Regions from separate parts of the Mus musculus genome. Here regions 2, 3, 4, 5, 6 and 7 are each linked to region 1. Evidence: chromatin contacts called from public HiCAR-type, HiChIP or PLAC-seq, capture Hi-C and promoter capture Hi-C data. All regions are on one chromosome and are shown on one strand. Each heading gives the region's core, a stretch centred on a gene start, on an enhancer-like site or on the middle of the called end of the contact. The rest is flanking DNA. Distances are from core to core; before and after follow the strand shown. Region 1 holds the start of Zfp637 (zinc finger protein 637). Region 2 holds the start of Mbd4 (methyl-CpG binding domain protein 4). Region 3 holds the start of H1f8 (H1.8 linker histone). Region 4 holds the start of Plxnd1 (plexin D1). Region 5 overlaps Tmcc1 (transmembrane and coiled coil domains 1). Region 6 holds the start of Tmcc1 (transmembrane and coiled coil domains 1). Region 7 holds the start of Zfand4 (zinc finger, AN1-type domain 4).

Region 1 (2,825 bases), core at 119-2,618:
ATGGAATGCTTATTTAAGGATCAAATTCCTGAATCTGTACACTTTGTTTACATAGTGGTACAGTATAATCTTTGTTTCAGTATGTCTGGTCAAAATGCTGGATTCCTAGCTTAATGAATTAGCAATCTGATGGTACGATTTTCTATTTTATTAACCAAATAGCTAACCCTTCTATCCATTCAGTTATATAGCCTGATGTCAAGAAATCTTTGAAGGATTCACTTCCAACTTGGAACACAAGCTATAAAGGGGTCCCCTGTCATGCTGCAAATGCATTCACTTAGAGATATTATTGATTAAAAATAAAGCCAACAAAACTCCCCTGTGATTCACAAAGAAAAGCACATGGTAGCTACTCCCTGGGGCTGGACTTTTTTGTCTCTGGAGTGTCTAGAGAACATGGTTAAGTCAAAATGAGTGAACACGGTAGATACCTGAACTCCTCTACCTGCTAAGAAGTAGCCAACATGCCTCAGCTGTGTCTCCAGACTCCCTGATTAATAGCAGGACAACTGACAACAGGAAATTGTCAAGGAAGAACCTGTTCAAGTCAGAGCAATCAAATTCTTGAAGATATTGAAAGAGAGTGATTTCGTAACACAAAACGCTGCTTTTCCTATCAGAAATGTTACCACAGCTCAGAATTAGGCCCCGAGAGACTTGAATTTTTTGCCTTGTTTCCCTCGGTGTATGCCCTGTAGCAGAACAACCTAACAGCCCCGACTCCAGTTTCTTCTCTTAGTAAACAAGTTAACACTATCTCAATTAGCTAGCTCTCGGAAGAACTGAGGACCAGAAAGTGAGGGATCTCTTACATTTGAGACACGCCCTACAAATCCAAGACCTAAAATGGTGCTTTTTCAGGAGAGAGGGCTGGAGGACAGACAGGGTGATCTGTAGGGTTTGGGAAAAATCTAATGAGGCAATTTAACGTGCGATTAGGAGCTTTGGGTGAGGATGAATTCCCCCCACGCTGGACGCCACTCCCTGCTAGGCTCTCTCCCTAGGCGTGAACTCTGCTCTCCTGGCCTAGCTGGACCTTCCTGTGGCCCCTCCCACGCTCGCGGGGCCCCAGCCTCCCAGGGACCCCGACATTGCAGCAGGACCCTTCCGCAGCACACCGCGGCCCACCCGCTCTCCGACCAGCGCACCCTTGTCTGCGGTTGGCGATTTTGGCCCGGACGGCCAGCCTGGCCTGCTCACGCGCCCTGGCCGGAGCAGCAGGCTCAAGACACAGCCCCCTCTCTCGGGCGCACAGCCCCGGCCTCAGCAACACTCACCGCAGCGGCGCGCGCCCGCAGACAGACAAAGCCGGCGCCGAGCCCGTAGCAGCCGCTGCAACGCTGCGCGTCGCCGGACCACAACTCCCAGGAGCCCGCGCGCGCCCCGAGGCACTGTGGGAAGCGCCGCGACCGAGCTGCGGCAGAAACGCGGTGGCTGCTTCTGGTTGTTGGGGAGCGCCGTCCTGTGGAGGAGCGGTGGTTGAAGCTTGGGAATGCTTATGACGTTAAAACTGCAGAAGACTCAGGGTTCCCTATAGGAGCCGGGACCAAGTATTTCGGACAAAGAATCAGGAATACTCTCTGGTCCGTGTAATAAGTTTTTTTTCACCCAAAAGATGGACGAGGCACTGCAGGACTTCGGAGTTTAGGTACTACCCCGACTAGTTGTACGACCCAGGGCGCTCACTTGTGGGGAGCCCAGGTCCGACGGCTCCAGGACCCCATAGGGCACCTACGCGGGGCCCGGGAGACTTTCTGAGCCAAGGGAACTCGAGGGAACAGTATTCCCTGAGTGGACACTAACATTGTCTTCCTAACTGAAGAAGTTAATGACACAAGGGTTGAGATTTGAACACTCTAAAATTAGTTATTAGAGATGGGAGAGTAGCCCTTTTGGTCCTGAGAGGGGCGTGGATGAAATTGAGCATCCATTCAATAAAATCTCTTTTAAGATGCCTTAAACGTCCATCGACTGCATTTATTTATATGCATTTCTAATAGCCTTTTTTTTTTTTTTTTTTTTTTTTTGGTTTTTCGAGACAGGGTTTCTCTATATAGCCCTGGCCATCCTGGAACTCACTCTGTAGACCAGGCTGGCCTCGAACTCAGAAATCCGCCTGCCTCTGCCTCCCAAGTGCTGGGATTAAAGGCGTGCACCACCACTGCCTGCCTCTAATAGCTTTTCTAAAGGACATTAGTCTCACCCTGGAGCCCTGACTTGACTTCTTTCGTAGTGAGCCTCCCCCAGAGTCTTCCCTTGGTAGATTTAGCTATCCTATTGAATGAAAGAGACCATAAGAAATGTTCCTCTTGCAGTGCCCTTGTTCCTTTCCCAGAATTACATGTGTCAGACTGGATGAAATATTTGACTTCACAGGACATCTCTGTTCTGTGAGACCAGATGTGGGATTAGGACAAGTTTTAGTTGACAAAGCATCGGTAGGAAAAGGGGGCCATCAGGGGAGACAAGAACTCATGTTTCCTTCATAAATCTGCAAAGATTCTCTTAACAGCCTTGAGGACTTGGGTACACGTATTTTTTGGGAAAAAAAGATCCCATTTTGTTTAGTGTGTGGATGTGAGGGGTGTCTTGCTGTGCCTGTGGAGGTCAGAGAATCATTAGTATGAGTGGGCTCACCCTTTCCTACAGGGAATCGAACTCAGGTCATCAGACTTGGCAGCAGGCACTATTACCTACACACCATCTTACTGGCCCAGATCCATTTGATAGAGTGGTTACGATTGGGGTTGAAAGATCAGAGTCCCTAGACACATGGTTCTTGCCAAGATCTTAAATGGGGCATAGTCCTCAGCCACCACCTG
Region 2 (2,825 bases), core at 171-2,670, 2.0 Mb after region 1:
ATTAAGATGACAGAGTCATTCTATTGTCATTCTCTCTTTTTAAAACACTTTTTGATTTTTTTTTAAAGATTTATTTATCATGTATACAGCATTCTTCCTGCATATACACCTGCTGGCCAGAAGAGGGCACCAGATGTCATTATAGATGGTTGTGAGCCATCATGTGGTTGCTGAGACTTGAACTCAGAACCGCTTGAAGAGCAGACAGTTCTCTCAACCTCTGAGCCATCTCTCCAGCCCAATATTTTTTTTTACTATATATTTTTTTCTTTTTCTTTTTTGTTCGTTTGTTTTTGTTTTTAAAGACAGGGTTTCTATGTGTAGACTTGACTGTCCTGGAACTTATCCAAAGTGCTCTTAAATACTAAGCCTTAATCCTCAGTATTTAAAATTAAGCTTTAAATTAAGCTCACTCTTAAGTACTAATTTTGAAAATACTCCTCAAACTTCCCAATCAAGAGATGTCTTGACTTGATCGCATCTTACATGTTTCTCTGACCGTACATGGAAATGTCCTGTTTCAGACACAGTAGATCTCAGCTCAGGTGGAAATGCTCAGAACCGAGATGCAAGTTACTCACACCGTTTTGTTTGTTCCTGCTCGAAAATTTTTAATCCCGGCACTGGGGAGCTAGAAGCATATGTATCTTTGTGAGTTCAACGCCAGCTTGGTCAACATAGTGCATTCCAGACCAACCAGAGCTTTAAAGTGAGGCTCTATCTCAAAAACAAACCAACAAAAACAGGAGAAATTTAAAGAATGTCAGATAAACAAAAGTGTGGGCACTTTGAGGATGGTTAGGAAGCTGAGAAAACACTGGTGGGTGAGGAATTTTGAGAAGAGAGAAGTGAAATTGGATGATGATGACGTATAAACTGCTCCAGCCTCCCTCAGATGATCCCTATGCCCCTCCAGGAATCTCAGCTTCTCTTCCATTGGGAAGTTGAAGGCACGGAATCAGAGTCCTCGGTCCAGGCCGCAGGCCCGTTGCCATGGCAATGCGCCGGTTCCTGCCGCCTCCCCGCCATCCCCGAAGTTCCCGCTCCTCACCACTGCTCCGCTTTGTCTCTCCACGTCAACACGGCCCTCATCGCCGTTTCCCTCACGCTTCGGGCCCCTCCTCCCAGCCTCGGCAGCAACAGGCTTCTTTCCACAAACCACTTCAGCTACCTGCGCTACCCTTAGCAACGCACATGCGCAATGAACCGCGCATGAGTTTCCCAAAGCTCCAAGTGCGCATGTACAAAAGGGAGCCCACCTCCTCCGCCGAAGCGCCGGGCGCGTAGGGACGCAGGAGGCGGAAGCGTAAGTATGACACGAGCGATTGGTCCGGAAAGGTGGGTGGGGCGGGGAGTCTTGACGACAGAGGGTTTGATTGGCGGGACCCTGGCTGTGGCATCTGTAGCTGAAGCGGTGGCGGGAAGGCTGCTGTGTGGGTTGATTGACTTTCACGTCGGTGTTTGGATTCGGCTCAGTGGTTTGAGTTGTGTTTTACTCCACCTCTCGGCCTGGAGCTGCAGCTGCGCCCCAGTGGACCAAAGCAGCAGGGATGGAGAGCCCAAACCTTGGGGACAACAGAGTCCGTGGAGAGAGCCTAGTTCCAGACCCGCCTTGGGATCGCTGGCAAGTTATTAAACCTCTCTCGGGCCTCAGAGGAGTCGCTCTTGTGTGGGTCTTCCTAACCTTTAACACAAGGTGGCACCTAGAGCTGTCGCCCTGTGGGAACAAGACTAGGGTGTACCCGATTCCTTGGCCGAACTGACTGGGGAGCTTGGAGGACAAGGGAGGTTTTGTGATGCAAGCAGGTTAGCCTGGGCCGGAAGGGACCCTCAGAAATAGCCCTATGACAAGTCACAGAGGAAGCTACTGTTGTGTCCGGGCTAAAATGATGCACGTATTTGCATGTCCCAAAACTTGGGCGCTCAAACACTTTTAAGGGCTGGGCATTTAACTAAGTTGGTAGTGTTTACGTAGTAAACACAAAGCCGAGGGTTCGAGCGACAGCACCGAATATCCGGGCTTGGCGGCGTCTGCCTGTGGAGGCAGGAGGATCAGAAGTTGAAGATGAGTCTCTGGTACGTCGTGGGTTCAAAGCTAGCCTATGGTACATAAGATTCCCGGCTCAAAAGCAAACAACAAAACTTTTTTTTTTTTAATGCTACTTCCTTTTTACAGATGGAGAACGGAGATTTTGAGCTCAAAGTGACTTTCTCTTTGGAAGATCAGCTAATAATAAGTAGCGAGCTGGGGTTTTGACCCATTTTGTTAACCTAACAGTTTTGTAGGGATTCCCTCAGGTTTCAGTTACCTTGTCTCCCTATAAGATCCTTCTAGCTGATACCTAACGCCAAATTCCATCTAAGAATGCCATGGTTCTAATTGTGGTTAGTCTCTAGGTCTTGCTTAGTGTCCCTATTTCCCTATTTGTAGAAAGTAGGTTGGGTTAGAAGGTCTCTCTAGAGACCCACTTTTTTTTCTTTATGTGTTTGTCTATATACGTAGGTGTTGGTGGAGACCAGAGGAGGTGTCAGGTTCACTGGCGCTGGAGTTGCAGGCAGGGTGTTATAAGCTGCCTGATGTGGGTACGGAGTCTCCTGGAATATGTGCTCTTAACCACTGAGCTATCTCTCCAACCCCTCACTTTTAAAATGTATAGTTTAGTGATTAAAATACACTGTACTAAACACTGGAGAGATAGTTCAATTGTTTAAAGCACTTACTGCTCTTCTGTAGGACCTGGGTTTGGTTCCCAGCACCCACAGCAGAGGCTCACATCCATCTATAACTTGGCTCCAGGGGATCTAAGTCCATTCAGGCCTCAGCA
Region 3 (2,825 bases), core at 219-2,718, 1.9 Mb after region 1:
CTTGCTTGAAAAAGGCCTCATGTGCAGAGTTATAAAAGTGAAAATAAAGGGAGCCTTACTACGTAGCTCTCACTAGCCTGGAATTCACTCTGTAGACCAGGTTGACCCTGAACTCAAGCGATCCCCCTGTCTCTACCTCTCAAATGTGAGCTCAACATGTTTAAAAGAAAATTATTTGGGGAAAAGCAAAAGAAAGAACAGTCACATTCCTAGAGACACCCCCCGCCCCAAGTGAGAATGGAAGCAAAGACGTAAGGGGGTGAAGAAGCCTGGGCTCAGCGTGCCGACTGAGGCCCTGGGCTCCATCCCTAGCCCCACCAGCTGTGTGCCTGAGCCATTCTCCCCAACAGCCCAAATGCCTGTGACCACTCACACAATGGAATACTACTTGGCCATAAAGGACTGAGATTCGAGAGCTACCACACGAGTCTGAGATTTGAGAGCTACCACACGAGTGCTTCTAGGTATAAGCAGGCAAAAAAAAAAAAAAAAAAAGCCAGTCACAACGCCTTGTATGAAATGGCGAGGACCCACAGACACAGGTGGAGTGAAGTCGGGGAGTGACTGTTAATAGCACAAGTCAGCTTTTCTTCTCAGGAAATGACTCAATTCTGAAACAGATTGTGGCGCTGGGCACACATGATAACATACTAAAGGTCACTGCATGCTGAACTTGGGGGAGCGATGGGGTATTTTGAGATGGGCTGTTACTTTTGAAAAGCAGCAAGAAAAAGGAGGATTTGGGGGGGAGAAATGGGAGAACCTGTCGGCGTGACTTAAATTCAGGGTGATGCTGTCAGAATTATTTGCAAAATTCAGACTCAAAATTTAAGTTTAGAAGTAGAAAGAAAAAGCCATCGGCTGGAGAGATGGCTCAGTGGTTAAGAGCACTGGGTGCTTTTCCAGAGGACCAGGGTTCAATTCCCATGGCAGTTCACAGCTGTCTGAACTCCAGTTCTCTGAAATTCTAGTTCCATTGGGTCCAGTACCCCGACACAGACATATGTGCAGGCAAAACACCAATGCGTGTAAAAGAAAAAAGAAAGAAACATGAAACAACAGGCCACGGGCCTAAGGGAGTCCTGTAGCAGGGCCGAGGCAGCCTGCACCTGACTGAAGTCTTCACTGTGAGTCCCAGACCAGGAAATGGGACCATTCAGCTTCATTCCCCACCAGGACTAGGTCTCCTCTTCCAATCCGAGCGAGCGGTGGGAACCAGGCTTAAGCCGCATGCACCTTCTCAGCGGCTGTCTCCGGGCTGTCTCCCGGTTTCCAGGGACCTTGGCCTAAACTCAGAATTCCACTCCCTTGCTTACCTGGCTTGTCAGCTCCAGGGAGCCCACATGATCCAGAAGGGGATGTGTCCCTGGAGGGAAAAGAGGAGGAAGAAACACTGGAGACACTCCCAGGAGCCATGGCACAGGCAGCAGCAGGCCAGGCCAGTGCTCGCTCAGTTAGCTCAGTTAGCTCCAGACCTTCTGCCTTAAATACCTCCCAACAGAACTTAACCAATGACCAACATGCCTAGCACCTGAGCAGCCGAAAGCTGCCAATCAGGCCTCGAGGGTAAGACTCACTCTGAACACAGCATCCACCTTACCCTGTGGGACCTGAGGCCACGGGAAGAAGTAAGGAGGCAGTGTCACTGTGTCCTACCTACCTGACGAGCTGACATCTAACACTGTGAGTTGGGGGGTTGCTCACAAAGGCCCCCTAATCACACAAGGGTAGGAATCTGTCTACCCTGATCCAGACTACTGCTAGCCTCAGTTTTCCATAAAGCAGCAATTGTGCCCAAGGGAGGGAGTGTTTGGAAGCAGTGGCCTCTCCGGAGCGAGCCAGGCTGGCTCTCAGATCTCTTCCTTCTGTGTTATTTTGATGTTTTAGATTTTACTGCAGTTTGAGATGTAGGGGAAGGTGTGTCAGGGTCTTTATGTGACCTTGGCTGATGGTCACTGTCTTCAGTGTCCTTGGCATTCCAAGACACACTGGGACAGACCTAAGTCACTGTTTTCCATCATACTACCCAACACTGGAACTGGCTAGGGTGAGAGAACCAGCCAGCTGCCACCCCCCCACCCCCAACAGGGCTATGACTTGGGAAGGGATCTCCCGAGCCTGGTCATTCTGCCTGTTTCCTAGGAAGGGTTGAGTCATCAAGATGAAAGACAGAAGTGACTTCTCAGTGAAGCCACATGGGCATGAGTAAATGACTCCATCGCTGTAAAACATGCTACAGCATATATGACTGTGGCTTGTTCTTGTTCCCACACTGGGGAAACTGAGGCAGGAGGCTAGGGCGTTTGGGGCTAGCCTAGACTGCAAGCCCCTGACTCAAAAAAAGAGTCAAACCAAAAGGAAACAAAACCAGGATGGATTACAACAAGCTGAATCTCTCTCCTGGCTGAATGTCAATATTGCTTATGAAATATGAGATGAGCATTTCTCATAGTGACTGTACGGGAATCACACAGAAGCTGGGAGAGCTGACAGGCCAGCCACCTTAGAGGCAACTCAACATTTTATGGAGCAAAGATGAGCTTGCTTCACGGCTCAGCCATCCCTCCCTGGGGAAAAACAGGGGGACTAACAAATGGGAACTTTGCCCCAGTATCATCAGAAATTCAAGACAAACTAAAAACTTGTCAGGATAGGAACAGGCTCAGTCAATTGTTGCCTGTTGACAGGGAGATAGGACACAGCTGCGAGAATGGGGAGGCCAGCGCTGAAGAAGGCCTTCAGCTCCCTCCTGTAGATAAGGTCTGCTCATTACTGTAATGCACGGCCTTGCAGGGCCCTGACTCGAGCTCAGGTCTACCAGGACT
Region 4 (2,825 bases), core at 115-2,614, 1.8 Mb after region 1:
TGGGCTGGAACATGGCAGGCAAGCCGGCAGGCAGGCACAGGGACAGGAAGGTTGGGGTGGGGGCCAGGGAAATGGGGATGGCTGGGCTCTGAGCCCTTGCTGCTGACCCTTCAGGCACAGGGAAAGCCCCTCCCCATCCTTCCTTCCTATCTGGTGGGAGCAAGGTCACCCTCTGAGAGAGGGCCACTAGGCCTCAAGTGACAGCTGCAAGCTGCTAGGAGACCCTGACTGAGAACTTGTAGCTGGAACTGTGGCTTCAAACAATGGGTCTGTGTCCCACCTTCCCCCTTAGCGGTGTATTTTGGGCTTTACTTCTGGGGCCTCAGTTTCCATGCACGGAAAGTGGGTTGAGTCTTTGTAAGGAGGTTAGCATTTGGTGTGGTCCTATGTGGGCACTCCCATGCTATGGAGAGGATCACCTGGGTTTCTATGACCTTAGGAAAATGACTCCTTGCCTTTATCCCAGGGCCTACCTGTTCCTTTGAAGGTCAAAGGAGTCCGGTGCCCAGTGCCAGCTCATATGTGGAATGACTTTAGGTTTCTCAGAACCTTGGCCTAAGGGCAAGGTCCTGGGGGTCTGCGGGGTTTGGCTCTATCCAGAAAGTAAGGCCCTGTGTCTGGTGTTCTGCTCAGCCCAGCCTGCCCTTGCAAGAGGAATGAACTTCCTCTCAACACAGTTTCCTACTTTTGCTGTGGGATTGTCAAGTTTGTCCCCGGAGCCTGCTGCTTGCAAACTCCTTTTACAGAGCAGTTCGGGGAACAGACCATAGGTTAGCCAGGGGCCTGATGTCCCTGGTCTGGCTGGTCTTTAGAGTGAGGCTTGGAGAACATAGGGGGTGTGAGCGGGGGGGGGGGGGGGCGGGGGGGGCGGGGAGGGGGACTGTGGCCAGAAGGGGCAGGCGGTTGAGGGGAAATGGAGGGCTTTAGGGGCAAGGAGAGGAAAAGAGTAGAGAGGGAGAGCAGCGGGAACAGAAAGAAAAAAAAAAAAAAGGAAACGCAGATGAGGGAGAGGGAGTGACGCGGGAGAGACACGGGGCGGAGTTGACAGGATCGGAGTAGGGGAGTCCGAGAGATTGAAAGAGCGAAACTCTGAGAGGCGGTGGAAGGCAAACGGGAGCCCAGAAACAGAACAGAGAAGGTACTAGAGCGAGGAGAAAGAGAGGAAGGATAACAAACAAGCGAGAGGAAGACATTCCAGGAGCTGGCCAGGAACCAGGAAAGAGGCAGGCAACTTGCGACTGCCCGGGTATCGGCCACCAGTGACCTCGGACCGCGGGGCGTGGCCCAGAGGCGTGGCCGGGGGCGTGGCCCGGGGCGAAAGGGCGTGGGCCAAGCTGCTGGGGCGGGGAGATGGGCTGTGGGCGTGGTCTCCACGGAGCCGCCCCCGGGCTGAGCGCCTCGCCAGAGTCGGGCCGGGGCGCCGGGGCCGGGGGCGGCAGGCGCGGGCAGGAAGCGCCTCGCGGCCCGGGCCCCCCCCCCGCCTCTCGCCGCCTCCGAGCTCCCGGCTCCCGGCCGCGCCGCGCCCCATGCACTCGCCGCGCCGCGCAGCCCGCGCTCGCCTGGATGGCTCGTCGCGCCGCGGGCGGCGCACCCCCTAGCGCCCGGGCCGCCGCGGCCGTCCCCTTGCGTCCGCGCCCTCACTCGCGGGGCCCTGGTCTGCTGCCGCTGCCTCTGCTGCTGCTGCTCGGGGCGGCACGGGCCGGCGCCCTAGAGATCCAGCGCCGTTTCCCCTCGCCCACGCCCACCAACAACTTCGCCCTGGACGGCACGGCGGGCACCGTGTACTTGGCGGCAGTGAACCGCCTGTACCAACTGTCGAGTGCCAACTTGAGCCTGGAAGCCGAGGCGACCGTGGGTCCCGTGCCGGACAGCCCGCTGTGTCACGCCCCGCAGCTCCCGCAGGCCTCGTGCGAGCACCCGCGGCGCCTCACGGACAACTACAACAAAATCCTGCAGTTGGACCCGGGCCAGGGTCTGGTGGTCGCGTGCGGCTCCATCTACCAGGGTCTGTGCCAGCTGAGGCGCCGGGGCAACATCTCAGCCCTGGCCGTGAGCTTTCCGCCTGCCGCGCCGACCGCAGAACCGGTCACCGTGTTCCCCAGCATGCTCAACGTGGCCGCCAACCACCCCAACGCGTCCACTGTGGGACTGGTGCTGCCGCCTACCTCGGGCACCGGGGGCAGCCGTCTGCTCGTGGGCGCCACGTACACCGGCTTCGGCAGCGCTTTCTTCCCGCGCAACCGTAGCCTAGAAGACCACCGCTTCGAGAACACGCCCGAGATCGCTATCCGCTCCCTGGACGCGCGTGGAGACTTGGCCAAGCTCTTCACCTTCGACCTTAACCCGTCGGACGATAACATCCTGAAGATCAAGCAGGGCGCCAAGGAGCAGCACAAGCTGGGCTTCGTGCGTGCCTTCTTGCACCCGGCGGTGCCACCGCACAGCGCGCAGCCCTACGCGTACCTGGCGCTCAACAGCGAGGCGCGTGCGGGCGACAAGGACAGCCAGGCGCGCAGCCTGCTGGCGCGCATCTGCCTGCCCCGCGGCGCGGGTGGCGACGCCAAGAAGCTCACCGAGTCCTACATCCAACTGGGCTTGCAGTGCGCGGGCGGCGCGGGCCGCGGCGACCTCTACAGCCGCCTCGTGTCGGTTTTCCCCGCGCGCGAGCAGTTCTTCGCTGTCTTCGAGAGGCCCCAGGGCGCCCCAGGTGCCCGCAACGCCCCGGCCGCGCTTTGCGCCTTCCGCTTCGACGACGTGCAGGCTGCCATTCGTGCAGCGCGCACCGCCTGCTTCGTGGAGCCGGCGCCCGACGTGGTGGCGGTGTT
Region 5 (2,825 bases), core at 242-2,741, 1.7 Mb after region 1:
CCTATACACTAGTGGTGATGTCAGTTTTGGTCAGAAAAGCTTTTTGCAGAAGTTGCTGGTAAGAGATTCACAAATGGCTAACCTACAGAGAATAAATGACTGTTGAATACCTAGTTATGAGTGGTAACTATATACAACCTCCAGGGCTCAGAAAATGTTGTGGGAAAAGGGGTGAGAAAAATGTAAGAGCCAGAGAAAAGTAGGGGGAGAGTGTAGAGTGCTGACTCCTGGGCATGCCATGGCATGGCTGCTTTTGAACTCACACAGTTGTGAGTACCTGTCAACACTGAGCCGTGGAAGGAGGATGATTTATACAGAATCAATAGTTCATGGAGATTCAATGGTATAGCTAGCTATTGGTAAGTTGTACGTCTTCCTATAATAGGCTACCATTGTGCTGCTATAAACAGCCCTAATGTGATTCTTTAAGTTAAAAAAAAACCTACAAGGCACCAACCACAGATAAGAAAGTGTGAAAACACCAGAGGATAAGTCCCTCAAAACAGGCATGAGCACATCATGGAGAACTGAAAGGAAGCCAAAGGCCAAAAGAGCAGTTAAAAAAAGGGAGAGAAAGCACAGCACATAGCAGAACAGTGGTAACTATCCAGGTAAACAAATAGACAAATTGCCCCTGTGTTTGCTTTCAAGTAAAAGCAACACCGGAAGAAAAAGTGTGTAATGGGGTTCTTGGGTGTTTTTTGAGGTTAAGATAATTCATTTTCTTTCCTTTTTATATTTTAATTCCGCTGGCCTCTGGTGTGTTTTCATTTTCCCCCAAAGATTTGGAGTACACTGTGTCAGTATATGTTTAAGTGCCTACTATAAGGCATTGTTCTTTAGCCAGGTGGTGAGTGTAAAAGCCTTTAATCCCAGTGAGTCCAGGATAGCCAGGGCTACACAGGAGAAAGTTTGTCGTGAAAAACAAACAAAAACAACAAAATAAAAAAGAAAAGGCATTGTTCTTTGGCACTGTGTTTTCAATTATAGCACTTCCATTTTTTTTTTATGATTTCTATTTCTTTGTAAAATTCTCACATGCTGTCTGCCTTTTCCATCGGAGCCTTTGCTGAATTCACACTGCTTTATGTTCCTTGGCTATTCCAAAATGTAGGTCATGGGTCTGGGCCTGATGCTTGTGTTGTTTTTACAAGGTGTGTTTTTATTGCTACCTTTAGTATATTTGCTAAATTTTTGTTCAAAGAGGTATGTGTTTTTTATAATAAAATACTGAGGAAAATAACTGGATATATTGACCTCAACTTCATGTCTATTTGTGGGAATTTCTCTACTAGAGTGGGGATTTGTGTCATTCTATTTAGTGTTTGGCTATGTTTACTACTGCTGTGGGCTACTGAATTTGACATTCATTGTTGCCATGGTAACCAAAGATTTCCCTTTTTTTTTTTCTTAGTAATCTTTGTTCCCTGTGAGTCTGCCTTTCTTTTTGTGCCTTTTCTCAAAATACCATTGTTGTCTAGCTTTCTCAGTTGTGTTCCATTGTTATTTGTATTTAGATTGATGTTGGTAGTAGAGGGTCAGGAGAGGTTTGTGATGTTCTAGTGAAGCCTCAGATTTGTGCAGAACCTGGTTCTAGGGATGTAGTCATCACAGGACTAAACAATACCCCCTTTGTTTTTCCATGACATTAGTGGGTATCCAGCAAGTGACTTTTAAACTATACTTAGATATTGCTGTGAGGTAGTACAGCTCTCCTAATTTGTTTTTGTGGTTTTTCTGTAGTTTTTACTTTTTATTTTGTGTTGTCCTGTTTTATAAGTGAGTTTTGTAAGTAACAAAATCTTTTCATTAATACTTTCTGTCATTTGGTACTTTAATACTTAATATGTGTCACACCTGTTCGGTAATCTTCCTTTCTCCCGTTTTGATGGTTTTTATGTTTAAATTCTGTTTTCATTTTGTACCAGTGTAGTGGATCTCTTGCTGGACTAATGGAATAACTAGTCACCCGTTCCTCATTCAAGAATGAAATCGTTTATGTATATAAAATACTGTTCACATTTAGTTTTAATGGTAGCATTAATTAGCAGTTTTCTATCTCTTTGGTAGTAGATTGTGGTATACCTATTCCTTTGGCCATAAAAGATTAATGGATCATGCTAGTTTTTTTTTAAAGTATTTCCTTAAAATATCCTCAGCCTAACCCAGGAGTTTACAACTGTAAACTTTATTTTTCCTGTGTTACTTATCTTGTATGAACCATGTTAAGCCAGGTGATTATTCAGGTTAAACTAAGCATATATTAAAAGAGTGAAAAACTACAAGGAGTAGAAGAAACTAATTTTTAAATTTTTACTGAAAGGGGAGAATTTCAACACTGTAAATAAAACTGTGACAAAGAAACAATAGTCATAATAGAATGTTTACTGAGAACTTTATGCAAAGGGATCAAGAAGATAAGAGTTGGATATTAAATATTTTGTCTACCATGTGTACTGGTCACTCTCTGTTGCTGTGGCAAGTGTTTGACAGATGCAGGGAAGAAATATTTATTGAGACCTGATTTCTAATGGTGACTGTAATATTTTTGTTTTTCAAGACAGCATTTCTTTGTATAACAGCCCTTTCTGTCCTGGAACTCACTCTCCCCCTCCCCCTCCCCCTCCAGTTTCCACTCCCCCTCCCTCCCTACCTCTGTGTGTGTGTGTGTGTGTGTGTGTGTGTGTGTGTACACTCTTGAGCACATGTACGTACATGTTCATGTTACTATGGGGATGGGTGTATGTGCTATGGAGGTTAGTGGCTAGGAGTCTAGGTGCCATCCACTTTTTTTAAGACAGGCTCTCCCACTGTTACCAACTTGC
Region 6 (2,825 bases), core at 166-2,665, 1.6 Mb after region 1:
GTCTTATCTTTAGGTTTATCACCCATTTTTTAAAATCAGCTTATTATTATTATTTTTTACAATGGCATACATGCTTAGCCTTCATTTTCTGATCATTTTCCTTGGTGGCTTTATTCATGCTGCCCCTTACATGTGCAAGCTCATCCTCACCACCCTCCAATCTGAGTCAACCCTGCCACCTCCTTCTCCTTCACCTTTCCTTTAATTTATCAAAATGTATATCCATTTTACTCCCAATGTTTTTCTCTATGAGCACACTGCGTCCTTGCTTTCACCATCTTGCCAGTTGCTTCCTGAATGACCTCCCTCACCCAGGCCACTTTTCACATGGCTGCATAATAATTTAAAATCAGACATAATAATCAAGTTCCTAGCCCTGCAACCACGGCTGAAGAAAAGCTCAAAGGCTTCCTGAAACTCTCAGAAGTCCCAAACCTTTTTTATCTACCTCTTTTCACGTGCAGTCTAGGTCCTGACTGCAGCACCCTGACCAGTAGCCCCTTAGCTCCCCTTCTGGCCAGGCCGTGTCCTCACCCCAGTGCACTCTTTGCAACTTAAGGATTGTTAAATTGGACTGTAGCTCCATCATCCCCAACTACATTTCGCCCATTTGGTCTCCATCAGCTTTCAAACTTCACGAGCCAATGGACTCTGTTTATTACCGTTTTCCACTCACAGATCCTCCAATACCGGAAGAAGCTTTGCCATCTTAGTGACGGACGACTGAGTTAGAGACATCCCGATAATTAAAGAGATGAGCTACTAGGGGTTTTGTCATTGACCTAAAGCCAGTCCCTAGTTGGAAGGCCCTGGGAGTCAAGGTAGAGAGAATTGTGCGACTCGGAGGAGTGGGTCCCAGAAATTAGCTTTAGCCTGTTTAGCAGGACAGCTGGCCTGAGTTACTGAGGCTCTGAGGGCACCCGAAAAGCAGAGAAAGGGGCTGAGGATACGTGGGGTCCAGAGGTGGAAGAGCCGAGAAGCTGAAGAGCCCACGGTCCGAGGGGTTGAGAGGCTAAAGAACGACAAGCCGAGGAGTCGAAGAGCCGAGATGCTGAAATGCTTCAGCGTCTGAACTGCAGGAACGGTCAGGAAAAACTCTGGCGGAGGATGCCGCACCACCTGCAGCGCCTCCGCTTACTTGACCTGCGCCCGCGTGGGGGGGTGGGCCTGAGGCGTGGCTACACCTCTGGGTCGGGTCACGCCCCCACGGCGTGCGCGGTCCCGCTCGGCACCGCCTTGCGCATGCGCTGTCGGCGGGAGGCGGAGGTTGTGGGCGGCTGTGGCGACGGGGTGCGCGTTCTCGTTCTAGCTGTCGTTCCCTCGCGCTGGTTCGCGCTCGCGCGCCGGGGCCGTGGCAGCGGCGGCGGAGGCGGCGGCGGCAGCGGCTGAGGCGGCGCGGGGGGCGGGCCGGGAGGGGGGGGTGGTCGGGGTGGGGATGGACCGGGCGCGGCGGCGGCAGCTGCAGGAGCCGGCGCTGGAGACCGAGCCGCGGCGCTGGCGGAGACGCCGGCTGTCCGTCGTCTCTCCACCGGTGAGTAGGACTGGCCCAGGCCGTGGGTGGGGACGGGCGATCTCTTTAGCGCGGCCCGTCGCGGTCGCGGGGCCTCCTCGAGGCCTGGCGCGGATCGGACCTCTGGTCGCTCTGGCGGCGCCGAAGCCCCGGGCCTCCGGCCGGACCCCGCGTCTCCGGGCCTTCTGCCTGTCATTGGGACAACCCCCGCCCCCGCCCCCGCTCGGGCACTCTCCCCCGCTCTCCTTTGGGCAGAGCTGAGCGAGGGGCGTGTGAGGACTCGCGCCCAGGCCCAAGGCCTCCTGGCTAGCCGAGGTCTGAGAGTCCTCCCTCGTCCGGCCCTGCGGTACCCATAAGTTGGCCACCGAAAGTCAGCCCTTGCCACCTGAAACCAGTCTTGCACCTTTTGTTTTGATTTTGAACTCGTGGTTTAACTTGGAGGAGGAAACCCGCTGTCCTGCGAAGAATAGGTGAGATGGGAGTCTAGGTGGTTAGGATGCCCTTTATTAACCCTTTTTGTGGAGAGCAGGGGGCCCGCAGTGAGATGCATTTCGCTACAAAACCTGAGATTTCAGCCTCAGCCAAAGTGTGGACGGTGTTGGTCCAGTGATTCAGTGTCTGTCCCACTCCATCCCTGGACAGCGTTGATGGAGGTTCCCCTACTGGATCTGCTGCTGGGGCTTCTGGAGGTAGCCCACTTGAGCTCTTGGAGAATATCTCTCTGTGCTCTGGTGTCACGTTTTACCTTAGTCTTCATAGATCATAACCAATGTCCAGGCTTAGGTTTTATTGGAAAAAAAAAAAAAACGACTACCATGCACCCCTTCTAAAATGGTTGTTGTCATAGCCTGACATAGTTGTCAAAAGATCCATGTGCACATGCGTCCCTGGAATTCCTAAATTGGCTTTTCTTTTAAGGAAAAAAGAAAAATAGAAAGAAAACAAACACAGTAAAAACCCCAAGATTGAAAAAGCAGGTAACAACTTTAGAATATAGCACAAGTTTGATTTGTTCCTCTCCCTGTCCTGTATCTTAAATTTTAGAAATTAAACTAAACCTTTGTCTTTGAGTGTATAGAATTTGCATAAAGAAATTGTCACAAAGCTTGGAGGAAAACCTTAATAGAAATGGTAAGATATAAAATCCTCCAGGACCTGGGGTCTTACCCCCCAACTTTCATTTACAGATTGAGACTGAAATTGTGAGTGGGTGGTAGTTTTATCAGTGTCTCGTAACAGAGATACTTAGAGGTGGGATTTTAGATCAACAGTACCTTGCCCTCCACCAACAGAATTGGTTGTGTTTTTTGAACTT
Region 7 (2,825 bases), core at 119-2,618, 1.6 Mb after region 1:
ACAGCATTATAAGAAGAAAAAGAAAAAAAAAACAGCATTATAGTGAAATACGCATAGGCAACATGTAATCCTTCAATGCACAGATCTGAAATGAGACTAACGTGCCTATAAGTAGAAGAAAATCAGCACAGCAGTAGGTGCATCATCAGTGGTACAAGAACTCCCAAATGAAGTTTGGTCCCAGTTAGTGGCATAATTTCCAATACACAAAAAGAACCGAGGGTGGTGACCATATCTGAAAGCAATTGTGTTGCATACTTTTTTGTTTGGTTGGTTGGTTGGGTTTTTGTTTTTGTTTTTTTCGAGACAGGGTTTCTCTGTATAGCCCTGGCTGTCCAGCCCTGGCTGTCCTGGAACTCACTTTGTAGACCAGGCTGGCCTCGAACTCAGAAATCCGCCTGCCTCTGCCTCCCGAGTGCTGGGATTAAAGGTGTGCGCCACCACGCCCGGCTGTGTCATACTTCTCAGCAAAGGAAATTAATGTAACAAGACAAAAGGTTGTGCTGGCCGGCTAAACCACAGCAGAATATTACATGGCCTAGTGGAAGCTCAAGTGGGCCAATGACCTAGCGTACTAAAACTGGGTCCATTGAGGCCTGCAAGCATCCTCAAAGTGGCCCGTGGTATGCATGAATGAGCACTGGAAAACCAATTGACAATAAAAACGTATAGTGATGTTTAATAATATAAGTAAATAAAACGATGATTAAATTGCTAATTTATCTTGAAAACTGTTAGAGAAAAATCAAAGTGAATTTCCAACATTTCTTTCATCTTTTGAAATGTCTAAAACCAACCAACAAAAGCGGCAATAACTGCACTCAAGGGGTAATTTCAGTACCTTGGCCTTTGCTTCCTTCTCGTCCACAGGAACTTAGTCACACGACGAGTTAGTTTTTAATTTTTCCCCCCAACATAAATATACCCACAATATGTTGCAGCCTTTTAAAAAGGTGACTCTTGTCCTTTTACAGATGTGTGAAAATCGAGCTACAGATTAGAACCACACTCTGGCCTAGGAGCGATGCACAAGTGCGGGGGTGCTGCCCTGGGGCCACAACCAGCAGGGACCACACTCAGACCCAAAGTCGGGTCAGCAGCACCCCGAGCCACGGGTACGACCAATTTGTCCGTGAGTCCGTAGGCAGAGAAGCACGGGTGTGACCAGGCTGCAGCTGAGGCGGGCGCACCGGGGCAGCGAAGACGCAGCAGGCCCTTCCACCACCCGCCCTCCCTCCGGGCCGCGCCGCGCCCCGCCCCGCCGCGCCCCTCACCCGCTCGCCCTCCGGTGGTCGCGTCCGCCCGCTCGCTCGCTCGCCTGCCCGCAGGCGGATAGGAGTTCGCGCGCCCGAGACGCCGGCCTACGCTGGCCCGCGAAGCTCCGGTCCCGCCCTTTGTGACACCGCTCACCAATCGCCGATCAGCGCTGCCGACGCCCTCCAATCAGCTCGCGAGGGGCGGGGCCTAGTCTTCCGCGGCTGGCGGTTGCTCGGACGCCGGGGTCGCACGGGCTTTCAGGAAGGGTTGTCGGTTAGAACTGGCCCGTATGTTGACTCTTTATAACTGGTTGCAGGACCCGTCTAGGGCAGGGTAGGAGACTGGAGACGGGGCACAGCGTCTGGGAAGAGCCGGCACCAGAGTGGCTGGGGCACTTCTAAGGTTCTTTGGGGATAGGAGGGTCTTTGGCATTTGTTATTTACTCATGGCCTAGGACACTTAAAAGGATGTCCATGCTAGTCACCCTTTTCTTGTACTCCACGTTCTCCTAACATTTCTGACTCAGTTGTGTCATCTGTAAAATGGGAACATTTCTATATGCCTTTTGCATTTGAGCAACTATTTGAAGATTATAGGTCAAACAGTCTCAACCTGAGCTCAGATCCCGTCCTACTTTTGCTGTGCACCGAGCTGAAGTGGGATATAAACTGACTGGCTTTCTGACTACACATGCCTTCCAACTAGGTTGGGCCCCTGCTGCTTCGGTTCCTTCATAGGAGGTTCAACTCAAGTGTTTTACCAGGAGGACTGCAGAGGACCATGAAAGCGCTCCCTCATAGTCAACTTGCAAAAGAACCCTGGCCCTGATCAGTCTTCTCCCACCCTCTCATTATCCTCCGAGACCTGAGCCACTAGTCTCCACAGTTTCAACTCCTCGGGACTGAGGTAGATGGTATGGTGAGGCCTTTTGTCAGCCTCTTGCTCTTAAACTCAGCCCATGACTGGGCTGATAACTTCCAACTCTATTGAGGCCAGAGCCATGATGGTAACATGAACAGAGCCTAGGAGGACAGTGCCTGCGCAGGACATCGTGATCACTCACAGCACTCACGTGCTCTAGCATCCAGTGGATGCGCTTAAATTTTATTTTTTTAGCTTAACATTTCATAACCTCATCAAACCATACATCACCAGTCATAACCTACCATTTTAAAGGGCAGACAAAAAGGTCTATTCTCAACAACAATCTTGCAATTTTAGTACTGAAACCATTTACAAAGGAGGAAACAAAAGCTATGAGAGGCAAATTTTTGCCTACAGATAAAAAATCCCATTTCCTGTCACTTCTGAATTCTGACTGGGGTAGCCAGATAATGTAGCCATGATGGAGGCTGTGTTCCAATAAAACTTTCTGCACATTATTAAGACAACAGAGGACCACAGTTCCCCTTACAAGATTGCAGACCCACTTTTTGGGAATTCAGTAGAAAGCTCTTCTCATGGGCTTAGAACCCATAAATGCATAACCTTTCACGTGCTAGACCATCACAGCACCCAGACCCACCGACAGAGCAAACCCTTCAGGTCTGGTGCCTGACCACTGCTCG

What was found. Promoter capture Hi-C pulls out the DNA fragments that hold promoters and counts their contacts. HiCAR-type assays count read pairs that join an accessible place to other places. HiChIP or PLAC-seq counts read pairs in DNA pulled down with a chosen protein or histone mark. Capture Hi-C pulls out chosen DNA fragments and counts their contacts.
Region 2: a promoter capture Hi-C map of stem cell-derived epiblast-like cells shows a contact between it and region 1, with 2.9 times the contacts expected there. The contact joins the promoter of Mbd4 here to the promoter of Zfp637 in region 1. A contact is called at or near these places in 11 of 39 promoter capture datasets (the 3T3-L1 cell line, the C10 cell line, cranial neural crest and 6 more), 2 of 115 datasets of contacts at active chromatin or transcription factors (embryonic stem cells and pro-B cells) and 1 of 9 other capture datasets (embryonic stem cells).
Region 3: a capture Hi-C map of embryonic stem cells shows a contact between it and region 1, with 4 times the contacts expected there. The contact joins the promoter of H1f8 here to the promoter of Zfp637 in region 1. A contact is called at or near these places in 4 of 39 promoter capture datasets (the 3T3-L1 cell line, cranial neural crest, frontonasal cranial neural crest and 1 more) and 1 of 9 other capture datasets (embryonic stem cells).
Region 4: a contact with region 1 is called in an HNF4G HiChIP or PLAC-seq map of pancreatic cancer cells. The contact joins the promoter of Plxnd1 here to the promoter of Zfp637 in region 1. A contact is called at or near these places in 3 of 39 promoter capture datasets (the 3T3-L1 cell line, hippocampal neurons and pre-B cells), 2 of 115 datasets of contacts at active chromatin or transcription factors (embryonic forebrain and pancreatic cancer cells) and 1 of 9 other capture datasets (embryonic stem cells).
Region 5: an H3K4me3 HiChIP or PLAC-seq map of stem cell-derived neural progenitor cells shows a contact between it and region 1, with 5 times the contacts expected there. The contact joins the enhancer-like site here to the promoter of Zfp637 in region 1. A contact is called at or near these places in 3 of 39 promoter capture datasets (embryonic stem cells, hippocampal neurons and pre-B cells), 1 of 484 Hi-C or Micro-C datasets (the N1E-115 cell line), 1 of 115 datasets of contacts at active chromatin or transcription factors (stem cell-derived neural progenitor cells) and 1 of 9 other capture datasets (adipose tissue).
Region 6: a contact with region 1 is called in a promoter capture Hi-C map of second pharyngeal arch cranial neural crest, with 6 times the contacts expected there. The contact joins the promoter of Tmcc1 here to the promoter of Zfp637 in region 1. A contact is called at or near these places in 14 of 39 promoter capture datasets (the 3T3-L1 cell line, 3T3-L1-derived adipocytes, the HPC-7 cell line and 9 more), 2 of 484 Hi-C or Micro-C datasets (embryonic stem cells and pancreatic cancer cells) and 6 of 115 datasets of contacts at active chromatin or transcription factors (astrocytes, embryonic hindbrain, embryonic limb bud and 3 more).
Region 7: a contact with region 1 is called in a HiCAR-type map of astrocytes, with 6 times the contacts expected there. The contact joins the promoter of Zfand4 here to the promoter of Zfp637 in region 1. A contact is called at or near these places in 11 of 39 promoter capture datasets (the 3T3-L1 cell line, cranial neural crest, embryonic stem cells and 6 more), 4 of 484 Hi-C or Micro-C datasets (cortical neurons, embryonic stem cells and palatal mesenchyme), 4 of 115 datasets of contacts at active chromatin or transcription factors (astrocytes, extraembryonic endoderm stem cells, large pre-B cells and 1 more) and 1 of 9 other capture datasets (embryonic stem cells).

Annotation. Positions count from the first base shown.
Region 1 is chr6:117,839,724-117,842,548 of GRCm38.p6, reverse strand. Zfp637 (zinc finger protein 637) reads right to left here and starts at 1,368. Exons shown (of 3, transcript NM_177684.3): 1 at 1,281-1,368.
Region 2 is chr6:115,851,936-115,854,760 of GRCm38.p6, reverse strand. It overlaps Mbd4 (methyl-CpG binding domain protein 4), which reads left to right and starts at 1,420. Exons shown (of 8, transcript NM_010774.2): 1 at 1,420-1,624. The coding sequence starts at 1,551. It overlaps Ift122 (intraflagellar transport 122), which reads right to left and starts at 1,233. Exons shown (of 29, transcript NM_001167763.1): 1 at 1,052-1,233. The coding sequence starts at 1,092.
Region 3 is chr6:115,943,574-115,946,398 of GRCm38.p6, reverse strand. It overlaps H1f8 (H1.8 linker histone), which reads right to left and starts at 1,468. Exons shown (of 5, transcript NM_138311.3): 1 at 1,317-1,468. The coding sequence starts at 1,416.
Region 4 is chr6:115,993,544-115,996,368 of GRCm38.p6, reverse strand. Plxnd1 (plexin D1) reads left to right here and starts at 1,364. Exons shown (of 36, transcript NM_026376.3): 1 at 1,364-2,825. The coding sequence starts at 1,564.
Region 5 is chr6:116,139,572-116,142,396 of GRCm38.p6, reverse strand. All of the region lies in intron 1 of Tmcc1 (transmembrane and coiled coil domains 1), which reads left to right. Among named protein-coding and RNA genes, the nearest start is that of Tmcc1, 52 kb to the left of the region's middle. Within about 2 kb of position 1,491, at least 21 of the 459 cell types and tissues checked have an H3K27ac peak or open chromatin away from gene starts, as enhancers often do. A contact at or near this core is called in stem cell-derived neural progenitor cells, where this site is marked.
Region 6 is chr6:116,191,964-116,194,788 of GRCm38.p6, reverse strand. It overlaps Tmcc1 (transmembrane and coiled coil domains 1), which reads left to right and starts at 1,415. Exons shown (of 6, transcript NM_177412.1): 1 at 1,415-1,531.
Region 7 is chr6:116,262,762-116,265,586 of GRCm38.p6, reverse strand. Zfand4 (zinc finger, AN1-type domain 4) reads right to left here and starts at 1,368. Exons shown (of 10, transcript NM_001309446.1): 1 at 1,275-1,368.